Regions from separate parts of the Mus musculus genome. Here region 2 is linked to region 1. The links are chromatin contacts, called in public promoter capture Hi-C maps. All regions are on one chromosome and are shown on one strand. Each heading gives the region's core, a stretch centred on a gene start, on an enhancer-like site or on the middle of the called end of the contact. The rest is flanking DNA. Distances are from core to core; before and after follow the strand shown.

Evidence for each region. Promoter capture Hi-C pulls out the DNA fragments that hold promoters and counts their contacts.
Region 2: a promoter capture Hi-C map of neutrophils shows a contact between it and region 1, with 2.5 times the contacts expected there. The contact joins the enhancer-like site here to the promoter of Nanog in region 1. A contact is called at or near these places in 13 of 39 promoter capture datasets (the HPC-7 cell line, HPC-7-derived erythroid cells, cranial neural crest and 5 more), 8 of 484 Hi-C or Micro-C datasets (bone marrow-derived macrophages and embryonic stem cells), 14 of 115 datasets of contacts at active chromatin or transcription factors (embryonic stem cells, epiblast stem cells, extraembryonic endoderm stem cells and 2 more) and 3 of 9 other capture datasets (adipose tissue, liver and pancreatic islet).

What each region holds. Positions count from the first base shown.
Region 1 is chr6:122,705,048-122,711,280 of GRCm38.p6, forward strand. Nanog (Nanog homeobox) reads left to right here and starts at 2,518. Exons shown (of 4, transcript NM_028016.3): 1 at 2,518-2,886. The coding sequence starts at 2,736. RefSeq lists promoters at 231-2,732, 2,214-2,595, 2,258-2,663, 2,326-2,552, 2,468-2,658, cis regulatory regions at 2,311-2,316, 2,402-2,409 and an enhancer at 2,354-2,391.
Region 2 is chr6:122,778,440-122,784,672 of GRCm38.p6, forward strand. It overlaps a transcript of Slc2a3 not described here. Among named protein-coding and RNA genes, the nearest start is that of Foxj2, 39 kb to the right of the region's middle. Within about 2 kb of position 3,987, at least 25 of the 459 cell types and tissues checked have an H3K27ac peak or open chromatin away from gene starts, as enhancers often do. A contact at or near this core is called in extraembryonic endoderm stem cells, neutrophils and pancreatic cancer cells, where this site is marked.

The DNA of each region.
Region 1 (6,233 bases), core at 1,268-3,767:
AGCCCTGGCTGTCCTGGAACTCACTTTGTAGACCAGGCTGGCCTCGAACTCAGAAATCCACCTGCCTCTGCCGCCTAAGTGCTGGGATTAAAGGCGTGTGCCACCACGGCGGGCACTCTCACACCAAAATCCATGCAGGCAAAACACCAATGCACACAAAAATAAAGGAAATCTAAAGAAAGAAGAAAAAAGAAACAAAATTGGAAGAGAGAGAGAGAGAGAGTGGTGTAAACAGTGGGTCTGAAGCCTTCGAGGGAGGAGGGCAAGATGCCGCGCTCTGCGTTTCTCCAGCTGGATGTGGACAGAGGTCAACCAGCCACATTAGTTTATGTCTAAAAGTGTCTAATTGAAACAAGAAATGGCTGCTTTAGCCGGGTGTGGTGGCACACGCCTTTAATCCCAGCACTCAGGAGGCAGAGGCAGGCAGATTTCTGAGTTCAAGGCCAGCCTGGTCTACAGAGTGAGTTCCAGGACAGCCAGAGCTACACAGAGAAACCCTGTCTCGAAAAACCAACCAACCAACCAACCAAACAAACAAACAAAAAAGGAAATGGCTGGTTTAATTATATCACACTGTTCATCAGAATAAAGAGAAAAATCTCAAAAAAAAAAAAAAAAAAAAAGAGGTTCAGTCAGGCTGGGCAATGGAGGCAGTAGTGGCCGTGGTGGTCTTGGCAGCAGTGGAGGCCTTGGTGGCAGTGGTGACAGACAGTGATAGTGTGGCAGCAGTTGAGGCAGTGGTGGTCGTAGTGGCAGTGATGGCATTGGTGGCAGGGTTGGTGTGGCTCAGAGGTGGCAGTGGTGGCAGTGGAGGCATTGCAGGCTTTAGTGGCAATGGTAGTGGGGCAGCAGTGGTAGCCATGGTGGCACAGTGGTAGCAACGGTGGTAGTGGCAGCCGTGGTGGCCGCAGAGGCAGTGGTAACAATGGTGGCTTGGTGGCAGTGCTGACAGTGGTAGTATTGGTAGCATTGGTGGCAGTGGAAGAAGGGAAGTGGTGGTAATGGTGGCAGGGGTGGCAGCAGAGGCAGACAGTGGTGACGATGGTGGCAGTGGTGCTGTGGCACAGTGGTGGCATTGGTGGCATGGCACAGTGGTGGCAATGATGGTGTGGTGCAGTGGTAGCAGTGGAGACAGTGGTGGCAGTGGAGACAGTAGTAGTATGGTGGCTGTGGTGGCCATGGCGGCAGTGGTGGCACATACAGGCCTTTAATGCCAGCACATGGGAGGCAGAGGCAGTTGGCTCTCTGTGAGTTGGAAGCCAGCTTGTTCTACAGAGCAAGTCCCAGGACAGCCAGGGCTACACAGAGAAACCCTGCCTAGAATAATAACAAAACTCAAACAAACACCACCAACCCCCGCGCTCCGCCCCGCCCCCCCCAAAAAAAACCCCAAACCAAAAAGAGCCATTCAAGCTTAGTCTTTTGTAGAATAAAACCCAGGAAGAACCACTCCTACCAATACTCACTGTGGTAGAGTCTTCACATGGGAGATGTTACGAGAGGACGGCCCTTCCCTCTCTGCTTATACACAGAAGCCGACTTAAGCTGGGTTAGAGTGCTTTCACTCACTTATCTGTGAGCACAAGGACTGATCGGCAAACTTTGAACTTGGGATGTGGAAATAGGAAGATCAGGAGTTTGGGACCAGCTAGAGCAATAGACTGTGAGGCCAGTCTCGGGTACGTGAAACTCTATCTCAAAGAAATGACCAAAACCAAATTTGAAATACGATAAATTTCTTCTTCCATTGCTTAGACGGCTGAGGCACTTGGGATTGCAGTAAGTCTGAAGCCAGCCTAGGTTTTACAGTGAGAACTTGTCTCAAAACAAAACAGAAGGCCTCTACATTAATTTAAACACTCCTTAAATTGGGCATGGTGGTAGACAAGCCTGGTCTACATACTGAGTATAAGCTACTCAAGGCAACAGAGAAAAACCTGTCTCAAAACCAAAGCATGGACCAACTTACTAAGGTAGCCCGAGTCTTAAGCAGGACACAGGCTCTTTCTTCAGACTTGCGTTAAAAAGCCGCACTTTTGGAGGGAAGATTTCCCCAGGTTTCCCAATGTGAAGAGCAAGCAAGAAACGCTGAGTGCTGAAAGGAAAGCCGTGTATAAACAGAGACTTTGGCAGCAAGGTCTGACTCTTTCATGTCTGTAGAAAGAATGGAAGAGGAAACTCAGATCCCCCACTTGACCTGAAACTTCCCACTAGAGATCGCCAGGGTCTGGAGGTGCAGCCGTGGTTAAAAGATGAATAAAGTGAAATGAGGTAAAGCCTCTTTTTGGGGGGGGGGGATGTCTTTAGATCAGAGGATGCCCCCTAAGCTTTCCCTCCCTCCCAGTCTGGGTCACCTTACAGCTTCTTTTGCATTACAATGTCCATGGTGGACCCTGCAGGTGGGATTAACTGTGAATTCACAGGGCTGGTGGGGCGTGGGTGCCGCCTGGGTGCCTGGGAGAATAGGGGGTGGGTAGGGTAGGAGGCTTGAGGGGGGAGGAGCAGGACCTACCCTTTAAATCTATCGCCTTGAGCCGTTGGCCTTCAGATAGGCTGATTTGGTTGGTGTCTTGCTCTTTCTGTGGGAAGGCTGCGGCTCACTTCCTTCTGACTTCTTGATAATTTTGCATTAGACATTTAACTCTTCTTTCTATGATCTTTCCTTCTAGACACTGAGTTTTTTGGTTGTTGCCTAAAACCTTTTCAGAAATCCCTTCCCTCGCCATCACACTGACATGAGTGTGGGTCTTCCTGGTCCCCACAGTTTGCCTAGTTCTGAGGAAGCATCGAATTCTGGGAACGCCTCATCAATGCCTGCAGTTTTTCATCCCGAGAACTATTCTTGCTTACAAGGGTCTGCTACTGAGATGCTCTGCACAGAGGCTGGTAAGGAATTCAGTCCCCGAAGAACCCAGTAAATTAGGGTAAGAGTAGAAAAAACGGGCTGAAGGGTTATTGCTTCTTTATGAACCGTAGTAGTCATTAACATAAGCGGGTGTCCTTATCACTCTTCTGGAAACCCCTCTGAGTTTGACCGGTGATACGTTGGCCTTCTAGTCTGAAATAGAGATCCGGGACACAGGACGGAGCAATATAAGGCTCTTGTGTGTATTTGAGAACCTAAATATTTGGGCTCTTTGGAATATGTTCGGGGGCAGTGAGTGGTGTCTTCAGTAGCAGGGAGACCTAACATCCTAGCTTGGAATGAGCACCCCATTTTTTTGGTGAGGTTATACAGTTAGTTTGCAATTTGCCCAAATGGCCGTTTTCTCCAGCAGAAGCAGTTAGCATTTCTCTCAACCTTTGGGAATATGGATGTCACTTAGCAGTTCTGGGTTTGTGAGCTCAGTGCTCCTTCCAAACCCCAAACAAGTGTACACAGTTTAAGTCATTCATTCTTATAGCTAGCATCTGGAGCCAAGGTCTGAAGCTCATTGTCTGTACAGAGTCAGCCCAGTACTCAGGCTTGTAAATGGTAGAACCAAGAGGCTGCTAGGCTGTGTGTGCCACGGTGCTCAGGTGCGTGTTGTGATGCTCGGGTGTGTGCAGCGATGCTCGGGTGTGTGCAGTGATGCTCGGGTGTGTGCAGCGGTGCTTGGGTGTGTGGAGCGCTAGGAAGTGTGTGTCCCCTTTTTTCTGAGCTTTTAAGTTAATGTCTGTCATCTTGATTTTTCTGATTTATGGGTTCAATTTTTGATTTTTTTTTTGTTTGTTTTTTTTTGTTTTTTCGAGACAGGGTTTCTCTGTGTAGCCCTGGCTGTCCTGGAACTCACTTTGTAGACCAGGCTGGCCTCAAACTCAGAAATCCGCCTGCCTCTGCCTCTGCCTCCCTCAATTTTTGATTTTGGAGGTGGGAAAAGTGCTGGGTTAGGAATGAACGGGTGGGGATAGCCTTTGTAAGTGATGTGTGTTTTTAGAGCATGTGTGTAGAGCATGTGTGTTTGTAGTGCGTGCCCCTAGTGCCAGCAGATGGCATAATTTTCCATTTAGAAGCTGCTTTCAGGGCTGTCTACTTATTTGCTAGACTGCAGGCTAACCTCAGCATTGCCATCAGCGTGGAGCACAGATGTCTTCAGTGTAGGAGGTGTCTTCTACCTGCTGCTGGATCTAGGAAATGTTGGGGCAAAGCTTGGTGGAGGAGCACTTGTCTCTTGCTGAAGGCCCTGGAAAAAAACAAAAAAGCTAACCGAAGAGCTAGAGGGTCAAGGATAAGAGAAACGAATTTGGTTAACCGAAATTTTACTCTAGTAATTAATAATTAACTGGACCCTCTGACTGGCTGCTCTTGTACTAGCAGAAAAGATGGTGGGATATTTTTATTTATTTATTTTTTTAAAGATTTATTTATTATATGTAAGTACACTGTAGTTGTCTTCAGACACTCCAGAAGAGGGCGTCAGATCTTGTTACAGATGGTTGTGAGCCACCATATGGTTGCTGGGATTTGAACTCCAGACCTTCGGAAGAGCAGTTGGGTGCTCTTACCCACTGAGCCGTTGGATGCTCTTACCCACTGAGCCATCTCACCAGCCCCAGTGGGATCATTTTAAAATATACCTTTAAAAAAAAATTGGGGGTGGGGGGTGTCTAAACTCAGGACTGTGCATTCCTAACAACAAGTGATTTAACCCTGGAAATTTCCTTAGATAACATTCAGTATAATGGATTTCGTCATGACATTTTTTGTTCATAAATATTAGTTCATCCCTAAATGTTAATGTGTGTGTGTGTGTGTGTGTGTGTATGTATGTATGTATGTATGTATGTATATATGTATGTATGTATAGATATAGCTGACTCAGTGGTAGTAGAGTATGAAAGGTCCCAACAGGATTCTATTCACCCAGCACCATGCAAAAATCTAGGCGAGATAAAAGTCCCCCCAAACCTGAGTCTTTGGATAAACCTCCACTCAGAAGGTAGAGAGGTAGGACCCAGAGAGCAGGCCAGCCTTGGCTACCTGAGACCCTATCCCTTAGAAAGAAAAGAAAACCACAAACATAGACTAGATCCTCTGCTGCCTAAGCTCTTGTGCTGTCTTGTCTGTCTGTCTCTATTTGTTGAGACGGGCTGATCTCAAATTCTCCCATCTCAGCTACTGGAGCAGGGGGGCTTTAGATTTGTGCTACCCACTGTCAGGATCAGAGGTTTACAGTGTAGATGCGGTCACGGTTCTAATGAAGAGGGAGCAGGGAGAAGGGATTGGAAAGAGCAGACTACAAACTCAAACCTGTCTTCATCCTGCCATTGAACTGAGTATTGTTTGGTTAGTTGTCTTTTTTTTTTTTTAAATAGGATTCCCAGGGTCTAATTGTATAATTTAAATAACTAATGAAACTTAAAAACACTGTATGTAGGGCTGGTGAGATGGCTCAACAGGTAAAAGCACTGACTGCCCTTCCCAAAGTCCTGAGTTCAAATCCCAGCAACCACATGGTGGCTCACAACCATCCGTAATGAGATCTGATGCCCTCTTCTGGTGTGTCTGAAGACAGCTACAGTGTACTTACATATAATAATAAATAAATATTTAGCAGAGACATTCTTTTTTTTTTTTAATTAATTAATCCCATGTGGTTGCTGGGAATTGAACTCAGGACCTTCGGAAGAGCAGTCTGCACTCTTAACCTTAACCGCTGAGCCATCTCTCCAGCCCCCTAAGTAGAAACATTCTTAAAAAAAAAAAAAAAAAAAAAAAAAACACTATAAAAGGGAGATCTATGCAAAATGGTGTTACCCAGGGGTGACAAAGTATTCCAAGAATACTTTCCAAAAATTAGGTTTTTCTTGTTACTTAGATCTATGAAGATAATTGCTTTGAAAGTAAATATAGCCGGGCGTTTAATCCCAGCACTTGGGAGGCAGAGGCAGGCGCATTTCTGAGTTCGAGGCCAGCCTGGTCTACAAAGTGAGCTCCAGGACAGCCAGGGCTATACAGAGAAACCCTGTCTCGAAAAAACCAAAAAAAAAGAAAAAAAAAAAAAAAAAAGAAAGAAAGAAAGAAAGAAAGAAAGAAAGAAAGAAAGAAAGAAAGTAAGTAAATATATTAAATGTAACATTTAATTATCTGGGAAAATGATTTATTTGTTTGGTTGGTTTTGTTTTTGTTTTTTTGGTCAGGGTTTCTCTGTGTAGCCCTGGCCATCCTGGAATTTACTTTGTAAAACTGACTGGCCTTTTTAAAATTTATTTATTATATGTAAGTACACTGTAGCTGTCTTCAGACACACCAG
Region 2 (6,233 bases), core at 2,737-5,236, 75 kb after region 1:
CGTACTCACTTCCATAAAATAAATTTTTTTTTTTTAAGATTTATTTATTACTATATCTAAGTACACTGTAGCTGTCTTCAGATGCACCAGAAGAGGGCATCAGATCTCATTACAGGTGGTTGTGAGCCACCATGTGGTTGCTGGGATTTGAACTCAGGACCTTCGGAAGAGCAGTCGGTGCTCTTAACCACTGAGCCATCTCTCCAGCCCCCATAAAATAAACCTAAAAAAAAAAAAATGACACTACCCAGTTCTAGTTAAAATATTTCAAAATGCATAGTTGGATAAAAATAAATATGTAATGCCTTTTTAGAAGATATCTGCTAAGATTTAGATATTCAGCCAGATGTGGTGGTGCAGGCCTCTAAGGCAGTACTTGGGAGGCAGAGGCAGGTGATCTCAGAGTTCCAGGCCAGCTTGACCTCTAATCCCAGGCCCCTGGAGGCAGAGACAGGAGAATCTTAGAGCAAGTAGTGAGCTCTGGGTTCAGCCAGGCACCCTACCTAAGTAAATAAGGTAAAAAACAATCGAGAAATACCCCTTTTGCCAATTTCTCACCTGTACACACAGGCGCATGCCCCCCCCCCAGGGCACACACATGTGTACGGCACACATATGTACACATATACCCGCACACATTCCAACATACATGAACTCCTATACCCGCACACCACACACACATATTCATGACAAAAAAATGACTCTGATTTTCACCACAATTCCCATAAATTATAGCCGTAATACACACAGGTACAAAGATGATCGCCACAGCATAATGTCACAGAGAAAGTCTGGAAACACTCTCAATGCAGGGGGATTTGTTTTAAAAGCGTTCTATTTCACCGTGAGCTTCTTCACCTCCTTTTGTTTCTCTATATTTACACAATGGCGTTTTTTAGTTCCTTGGGCTTGCCAGGCTCTTGGGGACTAGAGTGTCCTTTATGTTTCCTCCGCCCAGAAAGCCCCTTCTTTCCTGTGGCTAGCATATTCTTTTTAAAAGCCAGCTGTAATGTGAGTGTAGAAAAAGGCTCCCTGTCCATTTGTGTTGTTAGGAGGTCTCTGTTAATTTGATATTAAGCGATTACTGTCTCCTTCAATACCATGTATTGTGTCTGTTAGAAAGCAGTCTCCCACAATGGACAGCCATGCACAGAACACTATGGACCCATTAAGGCAATGACTGTAACCATATAATGACTTACAAGTATGTTGAGCTCATGTTTCTTCACTGTGTATTGTCTTAAATGTATAAGAACAGATAGGACACAAGACATCAACCAGAAGGCTGAAAATCTATTCTCTGTATATATTGACAATGTCAATTGTGTAGTATAATAGACTAATACTCCATGGTGACCAGTGAGCTCTGGGTTTATCTAGGGTCCCTGCGTCAATATATGAGGTAAAAAATATTTGAAGGACACCCCCTTTGTCAACCTGTGACCTACACATGCACGCTCACACATGTGCCCACGTACCTGCACACTTGCAGTTAGAAAGGTGATGCATCTTCCTGTCTAGGTGCTCTACTGAGCACTGGAGGAACCTAAAGAGGCTATAAAGGACTCGCACATGCCCCACAGGAGGCCTATGGTTAGACCTACCACAGAGCTAACAGTAGGGGGAGGAAGGGATGTCAAGCTCACAGGGTTAGTGTTCCTAAGAGTTGAAAAGAACAAGAATGCAGGAATGTATGAGTTGTGCCTTATAGGGTGTTCTCAGGCCAAAAAAAAAAAAAAAAAAGTACACAACAGTCAGGTGTGGTGGCACAGGCTTGTAATCCCTAGCACTTGAGAGGTAAAGGCAGGAGGATCAAGAGTTCAAGACAGGAGGCTGGAGAGATGGCTCAGTGGTTAAGAGCAGTTAAGAGACTGCTCTTTCAGAATTCCTGAGTTTAATTCCCAGCAACCATCTGTAATGGGATCTGATGCCCTCTTATGGTGTGTCTGAAGAGAGCAATGGTATATGCATATACATAAAATCAATCAATCAATCAATCAATCAATCAACCAATCAATCTTAAAAAAAAAATAGTTCAAGACAAGTTTGAGGTCAGCCTAGGCTACACAAGACCCATATCAAAAAAGAGAAGAGATGGGCTGGTGCGTAAATGTGCTCTCCATCCTGTCTGACAACCCGAGTTCTGTCCCTGGAGCCCATATGGTGGAAGGAGACAGAACCAGACTAAAACATATTCCAAGCTGGGAAAACCAGTCACACAGGTCAGAGAGAGAGCAGGGGTAGTTTGTGTTACCAGATTAGATAGACTTGCATAAGGAGGGGAATTAAGACCAACTATATTATTTCCTTTGTTTGTTTGTTTATTGGGCCTTCTGCAGAGAGGTCAGAGGACAGCTTGTTCTCTTCTGCCATGCTCTTAGCATTCCAACTCAGGTTGTAGGGTTTAGCAGCAAGTGTCCTTACCTGCTGAGCCATCTTGACAGCCCTCTGTTCTTTTCACTATAAAACTAAGGATGCTTGTTTTTTCTTTACATAGGAGATCTATCAGATGTATAAACGAAGTTGAAGACAGAATAGGGGTACAGACTCTGTGAGTATGAATACAGCCAAGCTGAACACAAGTGAGACCCATACTCCAGCATGGCAGAGGCTAAGGAAAGGCACAGCCCATCAAGAGTTTGGCTGTGAGTGACAGAGTGTTTCAAGAGCAGCATTTCAAGTAGGCACACTGCAAAAACCCTGCAGGCTCAGCGGTAGTGACTCTGACAAAGGGGTGCGGTGGGGCAGGCTGGGGTGGAAGAAAACAGCTTTCTGGGTCTCAGGGGCTTCTGGGTCACAAGAGTTTGCAGGACTCGACAGGATGGTGAGCTTTGTGATCCAGCAGCAAAGGAGGCTGAGAGATAAGGGGAGATTTATCACAAATCGATAACCAAGCTAGCGGAGGCAGGTCAAGCATTTGGACTTTGTCTGCTGACTAAGATGCCTGGCAGGTTAACACAGCAAAAGTGTGTCCAGACTTGGACTATAGAAAGATCACTAGTAAAGCCTGGGGTCACAGGCTCTTAAGCAGCAGATGAGGCCAGCAAGGGTTAGAGTGAACATCAAGCCAGGATAGGCTATATTGCAAGACATAGTCTCAAAAAAAAAAAAAGATAAAAATAAAAGAAAAATTATGGGCTACATGATAGAAACCACCAAGGAGATGCTTATTATAAGATGATGACGATAGACTTAAATATTTGACAGGAAACTCAGAATATCAGCTCTCAAAATCTTTAAAAAGTATATCTTAGTGATGGGCATAGTAGTGCATGCCTTAAGCACTCTCAAGAAAGAGGCAGGAAGATCTATCTCTGTGAAGGTACCCTGGTCTACATACTGAATTCCTGACCAGCTAAGGGTATATAGGGAGACCCTGCCTCAAAAAAGAAAACAAAATGCAAATCTGTTTTCAAGTAAGCTTTCCTGAGAAATTCACATGATTTCATTTTCCTCTCATTTTCCTCGGGAGAGATGGAAAACAAAAGGCACAGGCACAGCCATGACAAGAGTAGGAGAAACAGAGAACCTGCCATTGGGGTATTTAGTCAGTAGACATTTATCCATCAGCTACTATATAAAGGACTTTCTTGATCCTGTTCACTGTGGAATTAAAGAGCAAGACAGAGAAAGAGCACTGGAGACAGAGATATCACACACATTCTTAAAGCTACTGCTACGTTTCTAAAATGTGCTGCCTGCTCATGGTGACACCGTGGCAGAGGGCTGCTGTCCTTCCTGTAGGAACAAACATTTGGAAAACATTTCAGCAGATCTGCTGGCTGGATTGTTCCATATCGCTGCTCCACTCGTGCTGACCTTTATCTCAGCCAGGTTGGAGCCACAGATAACACCTTAAGAGAGATTTGGAAAGCCTGTGTACTCAAAGCAGGGTGTCCAGGGCAGGGCATAGGCAAGCAGAGGGGAAAGCAGTAGGACCATATGGAACGTAGCCAGGGAAGGAAATGAACTAGTAATATTCACAGAGCACTAAGTGATTGTGGTTTAGTTACACAATAGTTCCCTCCAGTTCCAGCAACTGGCTACATGGGGCAGCTTTGAATGCCAAAAGAATTTGCTGTATGAAGTGCAAGCTCTATTCCCAACTGCATGACCTTGGCCAAGCTGTCCTTAATGTTGACATCCATAAAGTGATGGAAGTGATTGCATTGATGGGGAGATCAAACACTACACGTTAAAGTGCACAGTGTAAAGTACGGAGTTGTTACTGCTCTGAATCTCAAGAAGTATAGGAAACCTGAGGTCAGGAAATAGCATATCCTACCAGCAGACTTTCCTCAAGACATTTCTCCTTGGATCTAGCTCGGGAAATCAATGGGGCAATATTTGACTAGTAAGGAGACGTGCCACTTTGAGGAGAACCCCTTTGACTTTCAGCCCAGATACTAGGCAATCCATCTTTATGCTCTTCTGCAGATATTTATGTCAACTTCCGTTTTTATTTGCTTGCTTTCTTTCTCTTTCTTTCTTTCTTTCTTTCTTTCTTTCTTTCCTTCTTTCTTTTTCTGAGACAGGGTTTCTCTGTGTAGCCCTGGCTGTCCTGGAACTCACTTTGTAAACCAGGCTAACCTTGAACTCAGAAATCTGCCTGCCTCTGCTTCCCAATTGCTGGGATTAAAGGCACAAGCTTATTATTGTTCATCTTATGTGAATGAATGCTGTGCCTATGTGTATGTCTGTGCACTACATGTATTCCTGGTGCCTGTAAGCCAGAAGAGGGTTTCGGATCCCAGAAGTTAAAGATGTTTGTAAGATGCTGGGAATTGAACCTGGGTCCTCTGAAAGAGCAACAAGTGCTCCTAATCACTAGCTCTTATTATACAATTTTTAAAAATTCATGTTATTTTAAAGTGTGTGTGTGTGTGTGTATGTGTATGTGTTGCACACGCATGTGTGCATCTTAGTGCAGGTGCCTGCAGAGGCCAGAAGCAGGTATGAGATCGCTGGGAGCTGAAATTATAGGCATTTGTGAGACCTCTGAAGTGGGTACTGGGAACTGGACCCAGGTCCTCTGGAGGAGCAGCGAGTGCTCTTAAGTACATGTCTACAGCCCAGTCCATTGCTTTCTTCCTTAAAATTGGTTTTCTTTCTTTTTTTTAGATTTTTTATTAGATATTTTCTTTATTTACATTTCAAATGCTAGCCCGAAAGTTCCCTATACCCCGCCCCCCCCCAATATTGGTTTTCTTCTCTTTTTCTTTTCTTTTTTTTTTTTTTTTTTTGGTTTTTCGAGACAGGGTTTCTCTGTATAGCCCTGGCTGTTCTGAGACTCACTTTGTAGACCAGGCTAGCCTGAAACTCAGAAATCCGCCTGCCTCTGCCTCCTGTCTCTGTGCTGGGATTAAAGGCGTGTGCCACCACGCCCAGCTGATTATTGGTTTTCTTAAGAAAGTGCCTGGTAGCTGGTGGTGGTAGTGCATGCCTTTAGCCCCTGCACTCCCGAGGCAGGAGCAGGAGACCGTGCCTGGCTTACTCCAGTCTCACTTCCTTTCACTACTTTGCTTACTTGGGAAAAGGAGAGTTTTATCTCTGAGCCACTGTAGGAAGGGCATTATGGCAACTGGTGTTGTCACAGTAGCAAAGTGACAGCGCTTGTTTTAGTCACTGCTACTCACTCTGTCTTCCCAGCACTGGTGACATCACCACCTGTGTGACATCACCACCTGTGTGACATCACCACCTGTGTGACATCACCACCTGTGTGACATCACCACCTGTGAGACATCACCACCTGTGTGACATCACCACCTGTGAGATATGCAATCCAGATGTGGCGAATCAGACTCTTGACAGGGTAAGGCCAAGACACCTGCAACAAGTCTTACAAGCGACTCTCACGCATGCTAAAGCTTTAGGAAGATCACCTGGCAGAGAGGTTCCTGTCTGGGTCAAACTTAAGATGGTTGAGGACTGGAGAGATGGGTCAGGAGTTAAAGGTACTCGCTGTGGAAGCATGCCAACCTGAATTTGATTCCCAGAACCCACATGAAGTTGGGAGTGGAGAACAGATTCCATAAAGCCGTCCTCTAACCACCACAGGTGCCTGGGGCCTGTACACACAGATACATATACGCAATATAAACAAACTAACAGTCAAAGTAAGATGGTTAGCATGGAAACATATGTTAACATGGGTATTTGAGATAAAAATGGAAGTCAGCTTTTCTCAGAAGTTTAATTTGGCTAAAAGGCTTGCCCAGGAACAAAGGCTT